4 separate regions of the Mus musculus genome follow, and regions 2, 3 and 4 are each linked to region 1. The links are chromatin contacts, called in public HiChIP or PLAC-seq maps. All regions are on one chromosome and are shown on one strand. The core of a region is the stretch at or near the end of the contact, and the rest is flanking DNA. Distances in the headings are between cores, read along the strand shown. Region 1 holds the start of Slco3a1 (solute carrier organic anion transporter family, member 3a1). Region 2 has its middle 38 kb from the start of Gm39037. Region 3 has its middle 21 kb from the start of Gm39037. Region 4 has its middle 3.1 kb from the start of Gm39037.

Region 1 (3,028 bases), core at 350-2,849:
AGAGCCCCACCCCCACTTCCAAGTCACCACATAACTATCTTTAACCAAGCGCTATGTCCCTTCATCTTATTAGCCTGTAGGAGCCTTGGGAAACTGTTGAGAGTTCTGGCTACTCAGCGTCTGGCCCTCATTAACTTTAACCCTGGGCCAGGAATGAGGGATTCATGATAGCATCAGGATACACATAGCTCTATCTCTGGATGTGGTTATCCAACCGCTTTTGAAATCTTGTCCAATTCGATCTCCATCAAATGTGCTCACTAACACTTAAAATCTATGACATTTGATTCCAGTTTCAGGTCAATAGCCAAGTAATGATTTAACACTATCCACTCGAAGACATCTTTTCCTGGGTAGACAGAATAGGTCTGGAAGTGCACTGTCTGAAACTCAAGTGCGGACCACCTGAGCAAGACAGAAGAAAGCGACAAAGTAGGTACTTGGTAATCCTTACAAGTGGATTCCCTGGGCATAGTAGGTGTCCATGGGCCTTTGGGCATCAATAATCCCTTTCTGGAGACAAATAAAGCAAATACATATTGTACAGATGATCCACTCCCCGTGTGGGCGAGCGACCATGATGGGGAATTAAGGTAGAACTACAGAAACTCGCAGCTGCTCTCCAGGTACTATAACTTTATCCCTCCACAGAAAGATGGCTATTGGGATCTGGGTGGGACTAGTCCCCCTGCAGTTACCGCTGAGCTCAGGGCCACACTCGGGCGCCTTTTAAATTCCCCCAGCAATTGGTGGATGGAGAAAGAGCCAGGGGGAAAAAAGATGCATAATGATTCGTTCACCGGGCGGATGAAACGGAGAGTAGAGGACGCAGGATGCTAACTGGCTTTTCCTCCCATGTGCAGGTCACCTGAACCGCGATGCCTTCCAGTCTCTGAGGAGGCTCCCTGAACTCGCCATATGGCTCCGTTTTCAAGAGGGGAGAAGAAACAGTTTCATGCCCACCTGCCTGCGGCATCTCCTTTCAGGCACCCCTTCCCTAGCCCCTGCCCGGCGCGCGAGCTGCCGGCATCCACGGTCCCGCCCGCTCCGAGCTCCGGCCGGCAGCTCCCCCGGCGGCCGCCTCTGCACCAGTCGCCAACCTCCGTGCCGGGCCGAGGTCATGCCCGCCTGCCCCCGGAGCCGGCGAGGCCCCTTCCCGGTGCCAGGCGGCAAGCCCGAGAAGCGCCGGCAGGGAAGGGGGTCCGCCGCAGAGTTGGCACCCGGACTCACCAGGTAGGCGCCCACCGTACCCTGCGCCAGCATCAAGGCGCACTCAGACACCAGGAAGATCTTGATGTTGGAGAAGCAGGACACCTTCTTTTTCTTCTTCTTGTTCCTCTGCGCCTCGTCCCCCTGCAGCTCGCCGCTCCGGCCGCCGCCCGACGAGCCGCCCGGCTTCTTTCCCTGCATCCTTCCCCCGCCGCCGCCGCCGCCGCCGCTTTCCCGCTCGCCCCGGGTGTCGTGGCCGTTGCCGGGCGGGGGTGCGTGCCGCGAGGCTGCGTACTGTCCCCGCCCCGGGCCCGCGGCGGCCGCCCCCGTCCTGCCGCGGCTAGAGAGGTTGAAGGCTCCGCTCCTCGCTGCCGCCGCGCTAGCTCCCTTCCTCCTCCTCCTCCTTCTCCTCCTCCTCCTCCTCCGCCCTCCCTTCGCCGCCTCCTCCGGCTCGGGCTGTGCCAATCACAGGGACTCCTCGCGTCGCCCGCTGCTGCCGCCGCCTAGCCTCTCTCGGACTCTCGCCGTTGCCTTCACCGGCTTCCCCTGGCCCGCCGGCTTCGCTTGCCTTCACCCCTAGCGCCCCAAGCCCGGGCCGGGGCCTGATCGCCGCCTTGAGCCCCGGGCTGCGCCGCTACTGGCTGCGGGTGCGTCCCTGGGAGGCACGAGGGGACCTGCTTGGGGCACTAAGGGCTTGCTGATGGTCAAGGCCGGCGGGGTCTAACTACCCAGCGAAACTGCAAAATCCAGGAGTCCTGGTGGGGTAGGAGGCTGAGCGAGGAAGGTGCTACCCGGCCACTAGGAGGCATTGTGGGGCCCAGGGCACCAAGGCGGAAACTGGGTGGTACTAGGACTAGCAATGAGGTGCAGAGATGGGAGTATCCAGGCACCCTACTTCTAGTGCGGGTACCGGACTGCTAAGGCCGGAGAGAAGAAGCAATTTTCATAAAGAGAGTATCGCAGGAGCTGTATTCGGCTTGGTTTAGGGATTTCTAAGGACAGACGTTGTGCTCTGGGGCTCTGGAAGATGCCGAGATAGGAGCTGCCATTGGCTCCTTTGGTTTGCCAGCCTCTGCTCCTGCATTCAGTGGCTACTGGACATATCTAAACCGCCCATTCCCCGAAAATGGGAGAAAGAAACAGAACCTCTGAGAAGGGAAGTTAGAGCTTCAGGGAGTCTCACATCTTCCCCCAGCCTCCAAGTACAGGCAACTGCAGATCACAAGGACCCCAGCAGAGGGCCTTGTTTAGTTCTCCAGCGGCCTGCGGTTGGAGTTCAGGAAGGGATGAGCCACAAGCCTGCTGTGTCCCCACCCCTCTCCTGACTATTGTGGCCCTCCCTGGCTTGGCCTGAAGGTCAGCATGCAGCAGAGCCAATTGTCATCAGTCCTCCGCCCCTTGCTCCCCAGCATTCCCTAGGATTTTGGTCCACAAGGCGCCTCTGATAGGATGTACTGATTCAGGCAGCAGCGTTTGGAAGCTAAGAGAAAAGTGGATACGAACAGAAAATACCTAGCATTGTTGTCCACGTTAGTGATGGAGAAGCCAAAGCCTATTTGGAGAACTTTTCCTTGCTTTCCCAAGGGCCTATATCCCAATGCCAAGGCTTACATTCAATAGTGCATAGCAATTAGCACCGGCCATAATTTCTACTTTCTTCCAGAGAAATTGAGTAAGAATAGACGGTGGCACAGTGGGGGTGTGTTGTTTGCCTTACCATTTAAATATAAATTGCTTCATCCATCTGTCTTCCAGACATGACCTCACCTAGTCTTGGTGTGGTTTTCAATGTGCCTCCCCTTGTCTGGGGTACCTTCGG
Region 2 (3,028 bases), core at 340-2,839, 110 kb after region 1:
CTCTAACATTTCATGAAGAGAGTTCTTGCAATTTTAAGGGCTGTGATTTTATAGACAAATGTCTGAAAACATACTTCATTTTACCAACTATAAAATGGGGCACAAGAGGAAACTCTCTCCATTCCTTTGGTATGTCCTGTTTGCGATTGACATTTAGTCATTTATTTGCTATGACAATAGCCACTTGATTTTTTTTATTGGATATTTCCTTTATTTACATTATCCCCCTTCCTGGTTTCCCTCCAAACTGGAAACCCCCTATCCCATCCCCCATCCCCTGTTTCTATGAGGGTGTTTACTCACCCAATACTGCTTCACTCCCCATCCCCTGACATTCCTCTACATTGGGGCATCGAGTCTTCACTGTACCAATGGCCTCTTCTCTCATTGTTGCCTGACAATGCCATCTTCTACTACATACGTGGCTGGAGCTATGATGGGTCCCTCCATGTGTACTCTTTGGTTGGTGGTTTCATCCCTGGGAGCTCTGGGGCATCTGGTTGGTTGATATTGATGTTCTTCCTATGGGGTTGCAAACCCTTTCAGCTCCTTCAGTCCTTTCTCTAATTCCTCCATTGGGGACTCCATGTTCATTCCAATGGTTGGCTGTGAGCATCCACCTCTGTATTTGTCAGGCTCTGGCAGAGCCTCTCAGGAGACAGCTATATCAGTCTCCTGTGAGCATGCACTGCTTGGCATCCACAATAGTGTCTGGGCTTGGTGACAGTATATAGGGTGGATCCCCAGGTGGGACAGTCACTGGATGGCCTTTCCTTCAGTCTATGCTCCACACTTTATCACCATATTTCCTCCTGTGAGTATTTTGTTTCCCCTTCTAAGAAGGACCGAAGCAGCCACACTTTGGTCTTCCTTATTTTTGAGCTTCATGTGGTCTGTGAATTGTATCTTGGGTATTCTGGGTTTTGGGTTAATATCCACTTATCAGTGAATGCATACCATGTGTGTTCTTTTGTGACTGGGTTACCTCACTCAGGATATTTTCTAGTTCCATCCATTTGCCTAAGAATTTCATGAAGTCATTGTTTTTAATAGCTGAGTTGTGTAAATATACCATTGTGTAAATATACCACATTTTCTGTATCCATTCCTCTGTTGAGGAACATCTGGGTTGTTCTAGCTTCTGGATATTATAAATATAGCTGCTATGAACATGATGGAGCATGTGGAACACCTTTTGGGTATATGCCAAGGAGTGGTATTGCTGGTTCCTCAGATTTTGGATGTACATGTATTTTAAATGTAGTTTAAAGGTTTTTTTAAACTTTGATTTACATCTAGAATGCTTGGCTTATATCTCCTTATATGGGACATGTCAGGGCCAAAAGAAATTTGTTTCACATAGACCTTACATATACAACCTGATCATAATTTTATACAATACTGTTGATAATTCTGTGCATGAAAAGTTATGTGTATTGAAGGATATTTGTACTATAGATCAAGTGTGGCATCTTTTATTTTCAGTTACTTGGGTGATGCTTAATTTGTGTATACGGCAGAGTTACCCAGTGTGCCTCTGAGTCCTCTGTGGTTGCCCTGTGCTCCACCACTGTGATGCAGTCTGCAGAACTGGAGCCTCTCATCTTACCCAGCTTCTCAGACACCTTCTTCACTGGGTTCAATGTTTCCTGTTGAAAACAACAAAACTGCTGTTTGGGCTTTTTTTTTTTTTTTTTTTTTTTGAGAGTCTGTTTTTGCATATCATACAGATACATTTTTGTTACTCTTTTTTTTTTTAAAGGAAAGCAATGTATGTTGATTCAAGGGTAGAAAAAAAGCTGAAAGATATTCTCTTGAGCAGGTGGCTCATGGTGAAAAAAAATCACTTCTGTTCAATGTTTACATGGGTTTGAACCATACTTTAAGATGGAAAAACAGAGGCAATTAGAGTTAAGTAACAACTGAATGTTTAACTTGTCTTCTTTGGTTTTGTCTTGTGTTTTTAACGGTTTGCTGAAATAATGGCCTCTTCTCTGGGCTCTCATTTGCTTTGCCATGGGTGTCAGATCTGTGTGGAGTTGCTCATACAAGAAAAGTGCCACTCCTTATGAAGTAACGATGTTAAGTTTTGGAAGTGCTTGATGGCTAAAGTGAAGGAAATCTGTATTTGAGGCTCAAATGATGGTATGACTTAGTCCTTCTGAATTTCAGTCACTTTATGTGTAGTAGTGGAGATAAAGGTAGAGAACATTATGATTGTCAGTAAAACAACACCATTGTGATAAAAGGTGGTGATGGTTACTGCTGCCAATGCTTACTAAATAGGCTTTTATATGTTTATTAATAAATACCATTCAATGTAAATTGTATGGTAGAGATTGGCATCTTATGGCAACTGATAATAGCTCAAAGCAAACCATTTCCTGGATCTTGATTCTTGGTGATAATACTTCATCTTCTTTGTTTCCTGAGTTCATTTGTTGCCTGTATTGATTCTCTATCCCAGTGGAGCTGGATTTGAGAACTGCATTAAAAATATTAACCAAAAGAGGCTGTTTTTTAGGCAAATGTGTAATGAAGCTTCGGATGGTCCCAAATGGTATTTGCCAGTGGCTATTCATCATGACCAGTGCATAATTTTTCAGGAAGTGAGACTGGAAACGTCAGAAAAAGATATGATTTCTCGTTTTATGGATGCACAGGGAACATTCAACAACTCAACCTACTATGAGGTGGGAGGTCATTGAGTCTATTTAGTAGTGGGAGTGTGTTACACATACAGTGTCTTTGTAGTAATCTTTATAATCAGGACCCATTGTTCACCACCATGATATTGTTTTCTCCATCATTAGGCAGAGAGGCAAAACTTCTTTAGTCTGTGACTGAATGTTCCCAAATGGAAAGTAGCCAGAAAGGTGCTGTCAATTGTTCTGATTCAGAAGGGATCTTGTACAGTGATCTTTTGTCTGTGCTTTCTGAAGAAAATTTAATTTTAAACTATCATATTTGTTTTAAAATCCTTGCACTACCAAGAATTTACCCACTTTCCCAACTGTGGAAAATTGGC
Region 3 (3,028 bases), core at 237-2,736, 93 kb after region 1:
CCAGAGGTTACCCATCTGAGCTGACACTGGGGTCTCCTGAGAGAAGAACTTCAGAAAGATGGAGATGAATTCTTGCTCCCCCTCCCGCCCCCGCTGTCATTTCATCGGCTTTGTGACCCAACCTCAGCAAGTTCTGTTTCTTCTGTGCCTGTATTCCTAATCTCAAAATTGAGCTGATGGTGCACAGTTAGAGATGAAGGGAAGCTCATGAGGTAAGTGTTAGCCAGGTAAGGGTCGTGGAGGAAGTGGGCAGGCATGGCAGAGGAGGAACTGAGAGTTCTATACCTTGATCTGAAAACTGCTAAGAGAAGACTGACTGTCTTCTAGGAAGCTAGGGGGAGGGTCTCAAAGCCCACTCCACACTTCCTCTAACAAGGCCATGCCCACTCCAGCAAGGCCATACCTCCTATTAGTACCAGTCCCTGGGCCACCCATATTCAAACCAACACAAGCTCTTACCTTCATTGCACAAAGTGTATGTTGTGATTCCCATGGCAAGACTTACAGAGGCTCTGTGGCTTAATTCCTGACTTAGGTGATGAGCTTGCTGGTTAATCTTGATTGTCAGCTTGATTGAATTTAAATTTACCCTGGAAATACACTTTGGAGTGCATCTGCGAGTCTGCTTTTAGAAAAGTTTAACTGAGGAGAGAAGCCCCCACAAATGTGGGCAGCTCTATCCTACTGGTCATGATCCAGGACTGATTAAATGAAAGGCTGTGAGCTGAACACCAGCATCTGGGTCTCTTGAGTTCCCGATTGCACATGCACCGTGGTCAGCCACCTCATGCTGTCCCACCATGCTTTACATGCCATGATGGAGTGTATCTCTGCAAACCATGCGCCAAAATGAACCCTCTTCTTCTTCAGTTTCTTTAGGAATTTTTTTCCATTACAACAAGAACAGTAATGAATACAATGAACCATGAGGTGTCTGCTACCCAGTTCCCACATAGATGTGGTGACCAATACAGCCAAGCACATCTGTCCATGGTCAACTCCACAGACTCCTGTTTGGCTAAAGACAAAGCTCCACAGTGACAAGAGGGATGACATGATTGTCCAAGTGTGCAGATCTAAGATCACATCTTCATGCGTGAAGTCGGTGCCCAAGACTGGCTCCAGAGATTACCAGGATTAAGACAAAGCAGTGATCATTTCTTTACCTCCCACATCCCAATGTGTAGAGAATGAAAACAAAATGCTAAGAAGTTTGGCTAATCAGGTCTGGAGTTACTGTCAAGAAGCTACCTGCAGTGGAGTTTCAGAAAGAGGGGTGGAAAGTAGAATGTAAAGCCATTTGAAGTCTTTATAAAAAAAACTTTCTGGAAACTGGAGGTCATGGCCCCAAGCTCCAAAGTCTAGAGTCAGTTCCCAGAAAAGTTTTGTTAAACTAGATATGAAGGATTCTTGAGCCCAGGCCACCATGGACCATTTCCTGTTTCCTTTGACTCATCGGATGGAAGACCAGGGATTTCCCCTTAACCATCAGAATTTGGCAAAGAAAGCTTCTTTATTGCTCAAGAAGAAAGTCCCAGCACACTATTCTGTGCCAATAAGTGACACATATTTTGCTTCTATGGATTTTTTTCTTTCCTTGCACTTTCAATTCTCGTTATTAGCCATGGCTATACTTAATAAAGTCTCCAGGAACACTGAATTAGTGAATGCTCAACTATAGTTTTCCACAGAAGTTCAGGTTTAGGATTCGAACCCCTGATCACATACTTACTCATTGGGTGATTCATAGCCTTTATGTGCTCTACAGGTAAAATGTGTGTGTGTGTGTGTGTGTGTGTGTGTGTGTGAGAGAGAGAGAGAGAGAGAGAGAGAGAGGGAGGGAGAGAGAGAGAGAACTTTATAGAATTTATGCCACACACTGCTGTATGTACCTCATGCCTGAATGGATCTATATACCTCTTCCATAGGGTGCATCCCAGCTGTCTTGCACTTAGCAACACTGGAGAGCATAATATTCTGTGCTTAGGGGGCCCATCCAAAGAGGAAAGCCAGCAAACAAAACCACAAAATCAACCATGACAAATCATGTTTATGAACAGACCACACAAAGGCAATTGTTTACACCATGAGATCTTGTCAACACTGCAGTTCATGACTGCATTCAACTCTCAGCTGGGTTTGTGAGCATTGAGTTGTATGTTCTTTATTACTCTGTGCATGTCCAGAGCAACCAAGACAGTGCCATGAGCATTAATGTTGGGCTTACTATTGAATTTTAGTGTACATATGAATCTACAAACTCAGAAACTGTGAATAATGGACTCTGCTATTAGTGATTGTTTAGTGGTGCTATGATTTTTTTTTGAGTGGGGTGGGGGTGGGGTGGGAGATCAACGAACCAATGTCTTTTAGCAATGGGTCTATCAACCCTGTATTAACTTTAACCAACACCAGAACTTGTTATGCAGCTAGTAGTGGATAGTGGTTATCTGACCATCATCTAGGGCAAGAGTTGGCCTTTTTTGTGAAAAATTCTGATAGTAAATGAAGACTTGCCAGCCATATGCAACCAAAGACAACTGCATATCAATAGATATGACTGAGTTCCAAAAGAACATTATTTCCAAAAGCAAAAGGGGCCCTGAATTATATAGAAGATTGCAGTTTTCTCACCTCTAATATAGGTTTCCATTTGCATGCAGAAAGAATAGTCTTCTAGCTGCTTCTTAGATGTATCTTCTTTCACAAAAGTCTACAGGATGCCAAGGAAGACAGTCTTTAAAGAAATGTTGGTAGGTTAAGTAATAAAGCATTCTGTAATACTGTACTCAAATTATCCTTTATTTTTCACACGGCATCCTAGAAGCCCAGTTGTTGCATTTTGAGGGGAGACACATCATCATTATCTTTATTTCACCACCAACGCCATCATTACCAGTACCACCACCAGTGCCATCACCATTAGCAACACTGTCGCCATCACCATCCATTATCGTCACCATGGTACTCAAGTCACTTATTAAGCACTGTACGTTGACAGTGCTTTCAGTACTCTCTGTACCCACAC
Region 4 (3,028 bases), core at 174-2,673, 74 kb after region 1:
GACAGGCAACAGAGTCAAAGACAGCCCTGCTCTAAGTGTTAGGGGATCCACATGAAAACCAAGATGCATATTTGCTACAAATGTGTAGGGAGCCTAAGTCTATCCCTTGCATACTCTGGTTGGTGATTCAATCTCTGTGAGCTCTCATGGGCCCAGGTTAGTTGACTCTGTAGGTCTTCTTGTGGTATTCTTGAACAGCGCAGCTCACATAATCCTATTCCCCACTCATCCACAGGATTCCGAAAGCTCCGCCTGATGTTTGGCTGTGGATCTCTGCCTCTGTTTCCATCCGCTACTGGATGAAGCCTCTCAGGAGATAGTTATGCTAGGCTCCTGTCTGCAAGCATAACATAGTGTTAATAATAGTGTCAGGAGTTGGCTCCCTCCCATGGGGTGGGTCTCAAGTTGGACTAGTCATTAGTCATTCTTCCAATCTCTGCTTCATCTTTATCCCCACACATCTTATAGGCTGTCAAGTCAAAGGTTTTGTGGTAGGTTGGTCTCCCCCTCCCTACATTGGAAGTCCTGCCTGACTGCAGGAGTTTGTCACTTCAGGCTCCATATCCCCAGCTGCTAGGAGCCTCAGCTAGGGTCACCTCCACAAACTCTGAGGAGTCTCCCCCTTCCAAGGTCTCCGGCTTGTCTCAGAGATGCCCCCTCTACCAATTTCTGTTTTCTCTCCCAACCCTCCCCCCACCCTACTCTCCCCACACCTGATTGCCCCCCCCCATTCCTGTTTATTCCACTACCCCAATTCCCTCTTTCATCCACTCCCAATGCCTATTTTATTTCTTCTTCTAAGTGAATTCAAGCATCCTTTCTTGGGCCTTCCTTGTTACTTAGCTCCTTTGGGGTCTGTGGATTATAGCCTGGCTATCCAGTACTTTATGGCTAATGTTTACTTACATTTTTAAATATAGAATTCCAGTGACATTACATGGTATTACTTTCTACATGGTAGACCAAAAGTGCTAGGAGAATATAATTCATCGATGCCTTTTCTGTACTGGGTGAGTTAGATATGTACCCCTCTGCAGGGGTCATTTTTCTCATATCTCAAATGAGCTAGTATTTCAATGGATTCTTTTGAGATTTAATCATTTTTTTCTTAGTGTTTGGAAAGTGGTAAATATTTAACCAATGTTGGTTCACTCTGTCCCTTAAAACGCATCTAGTAGACCTATGCAATGAAACTCAAGTTAGGACTTCCCTGAAGTTCCAGTGAGACTACATATAGCATATGTCCCGTGAATCCATCCATAGTGATTCCCTCAAAAGCAATCCAGGGGATACATTTTAGTGATCAGACAAAAGTTCAAGATTATACTTTTCCAACACTAATTTCTATGCTCATGGACTCTCCTAGCTTGCTGCTCATTCCCAGCCCCTGGGCTTCTCTGTAACAAATGTTTATTTCCTCATTCCGCCAGGGCTGTGGCTGTCTTTGGTGGCCTCCAGGAATGCCTGGAACTGACTCGATGGGTCACAGAATGTAGTCTTGGGTTTAGGGGAAGCTCCTGATTTTTCAAATGCCTTTTCCTGACATGCATTGTTTCGGACATCTGTAGAAACAATAGCCATGAGTTATTTATAGATGAGTATGAATGCTGCATCCATGCTGAATCTCTATTTGCACAAGGCTTCACACAGATTTGATAGAAATTTCTTCCCAAGTTACTCTGGCTATTCAACAAAATCCATACTCCAGAAAGTGACACCCCTCACACCTTTCACTTACAAACATTAAGAAAGGGTTTTGAAGAAGAAATAAAATTACCAAACATGTTCTATTCCTGCCTCTATCAACTCTTGCCTATAACAGCTCTTAAAAAGAGAATCACTATCTTAAAGGCAAAGATCTACATAAAAATTCCAACACCAAACAGCCTCACCTTGAGTAAAGGATCAATAGATGTCTGGCTGGAAGGATTCCTCAGAGCTTGGTCACCTCAGACCCTTCGTTTCCCAGTGTCTAGAAAGACAATGAGGTCAGTCAAGGGATAATGATAAGTAATATGTGAGATGGCATGCCGGCAGGTCTCCATGGCCACTGGGCCACAGGAAGGAGAGAAGAAAATGAAGTTCAAGCTTTGTCTTTCATGTTGTAGTATCAAGGGATGATGTTTATTCATATTAAAAATGTTGATGACATATGAAAATTGTCATCCTAAAACAGAGAGCTTTGGGCCAGTCACTGGATCAACAAACACACAAAAAAGGCAAAATCCCACCCAGAGTTTTTCTGACTTTTAGCCAGTTGTTCTCTGAGTTAGCTGGTTACCTGGATAGATAGGTAGGCAGACCAAGGTAGACCAAGAAGTAGCTAAATGGGTGTGTACACAGATAGGCAATAGAGATAGAGGGAGAGGCAGATCTGTGGAAACATGAATTAAATCATTGATTCATTGATTATTTTTCAGAAACTGCTGATGGATTTTCTAAAACTGTAGTGGAGATATGAATCTTTTATCACATTACCAGTGAGTCATTTTAACGGGAAGAGAAATGATTTTCCATCTTACTGACTTTGGTTTGCCTGTGGGTGATCTGCCATTCACACAGCATGTTAGTGATATCAGTAATCAAGCTATCACTATTCATTCAGACTCCATATCTCTCTGGGTGGTCACGGCACCTAAGCACCATTAATTCATTCACTTTCTGATTCCCAGGAGCCAGAGAATGTAGCCTCTACCCCGGAAGCACTAAATGTTTAGTTCGAAGAACAGGGAAACTGTCACAGGGATGGAAATGCAATATTTGACAGAATCAAGATTCTAGATGATTTCGATGAGCAAGACTTGGAACCAAAATTAAATACGGGTGTAAAGATTTGTGAAGTATTTTGTGAAGTAAGCAAAAAAAAATGTGATTGATTTGGCCTAGCAAACACAGAAGTGGTTGCTCACAGTCAGCTATTGGATGGATCACAGGGCCCCCAATAGAAGAGCTAGAGAAAGTACCCAAGGAGCTAAAGGGAAATGCAACCCTATAGGTGGAACAACATTATGAACTAACCAGTACCCCC

Evidence for each region. HiChIP or PLAC-seq counts read pairs in DNA pulled down with a chosen protein or histone mark.
Region 2: a BATF HiChIP or PLAC-seq map of CD8 T cells shows a contact between it and region 1, with 13 read pairs. The contact joins the enhancer-like site here to the promoter of Slco3a1 in region 1. A contact is called at or near these places in 3 of 39 promoter capture datasets (the 3T3-L1 cell line, embryonic stem cells and hippocampal neurons), 6 of 484 Hi-C or Micro-C datasets (the N1E-115 cell line, Sertoli cells, brain and 3 more), 7 of 115 datasets of contacts at active chromatin or transcription factors (CD8 T cells, bone marrow-derived macrophages, cardiomyocytes and 4 more) and 1 of 9 other capture datasets (adipose tissue).
Region 3: a BATF HiChIP or PLAC-seq map of CD8 T cells shows a contact between it and region 1, with 14 read pairs. The contact joins the enhancer-like site here to the promoter of Slco3a1 in region 1. A contact is called at or near these places in 2 of 39 promoter capture datasets (the 3T3-L1 cell line and embryonic stem cells), 3 of 484 Hi-C or Micro-C datasets (Th1 cells, Th17 cells and bone marrow-derived macrophages), 4 of 115 datasets of contacts at active chromatin or transcription factors (CD8 T cells, bone marrow-derived macrophages and extraembryonic endoderm stem cells) and 3 of 9 other capture datasets (adipose tissue, liver and pancreatic islet).
Region 4: an H3K27ac HiChIP or PLAC-seq map of extraembryonic endoderm stem cells shows a contact between it and region 1, with 2.9 times the contacts expected there. The contact joins the enhancer-like site here to the promoter of Slco3a1 in region 1. A contact is called at or near these places in 2 of 39 promoter capture datasets (embryonic stem cells and stem cell-derived epiblast-like cells), 1 of 15 datasets of contacts at CTCF or cohesin (the NIH/3T3 cell line), 5 of 484 Hi-C or Micro-C datasets (the AML12 cell line, cortical neurons and epidermal suprabasal cells) and 3 of 115 datasets of contacts at active chromatin or transcription factors (differentiating embryonic stem cells, extraembryonic endoderm stem cells and trophoblast stem cells).

What each region holds. Positions count from the first base shown.
Region 1 is chr7:74,553,181-74,556,208 of GRCm38.p6, forward strand. Slco3a1 (solute carrier organic anion transporter family, member 3a1) reads right to left here and starts at 1,600. Exons shown (of 10, transcript NM_023908.2): 1 at 1,231-1,600. The coding sequence starts at 1,410.
Region 2 is chr7:74,662,437-74,665,464 of GRCm38.p6, forward strand. No RefSeq gene overlaps it. Among named protein-coding and RNA genes, the nearest start is that of Gm39037, 38 kb to the left of the region's middle. Within about 2 kb of position 1,590, at least 10 of the 459 cell types and tissues checked have an H3K27ac peak or open chromatin away from gene starts, as enhancers often do. A contact at or near this core is called in CD8 T cells and effector CD8 T cells, where this site is marked.
Region 3 is chr7:74,646,040-74,649,067 of GRCm38.p6, forward strand. No RefSeq gene overlaps it. Among named protein-coding and RNA genes, the nearest start is that of Gm39037, 21 kb to the left of the region's middle. Within about 2 kb of position 1,487, at least 27 of the 459 cell types and tissues checked have an H3K27ac peak or open chromatin away from gene starts, as enhancers often do. A contact at or near this core is called in CD8 T cells and Th17 cells, where this site is marked.
Region 4 is chr7:74,627,843-74,630,870 of GRCm38.p6, forward strand. No RefSeq gene overlaps it. Among named protein-coding and RNA genes, the nearest start is that of Gm39037, 3.1 kb to the left of the region's middle. Within about 2 kb of position 1,424, at least 7 of the 459 cell types and tissues checked have an H3K27ac peak or open chromatin away from gene starts, as enhancers often do. A contact at or near this core is called in the AML12 cell line and extraembryonic endoderm stem cells, where this site is marked.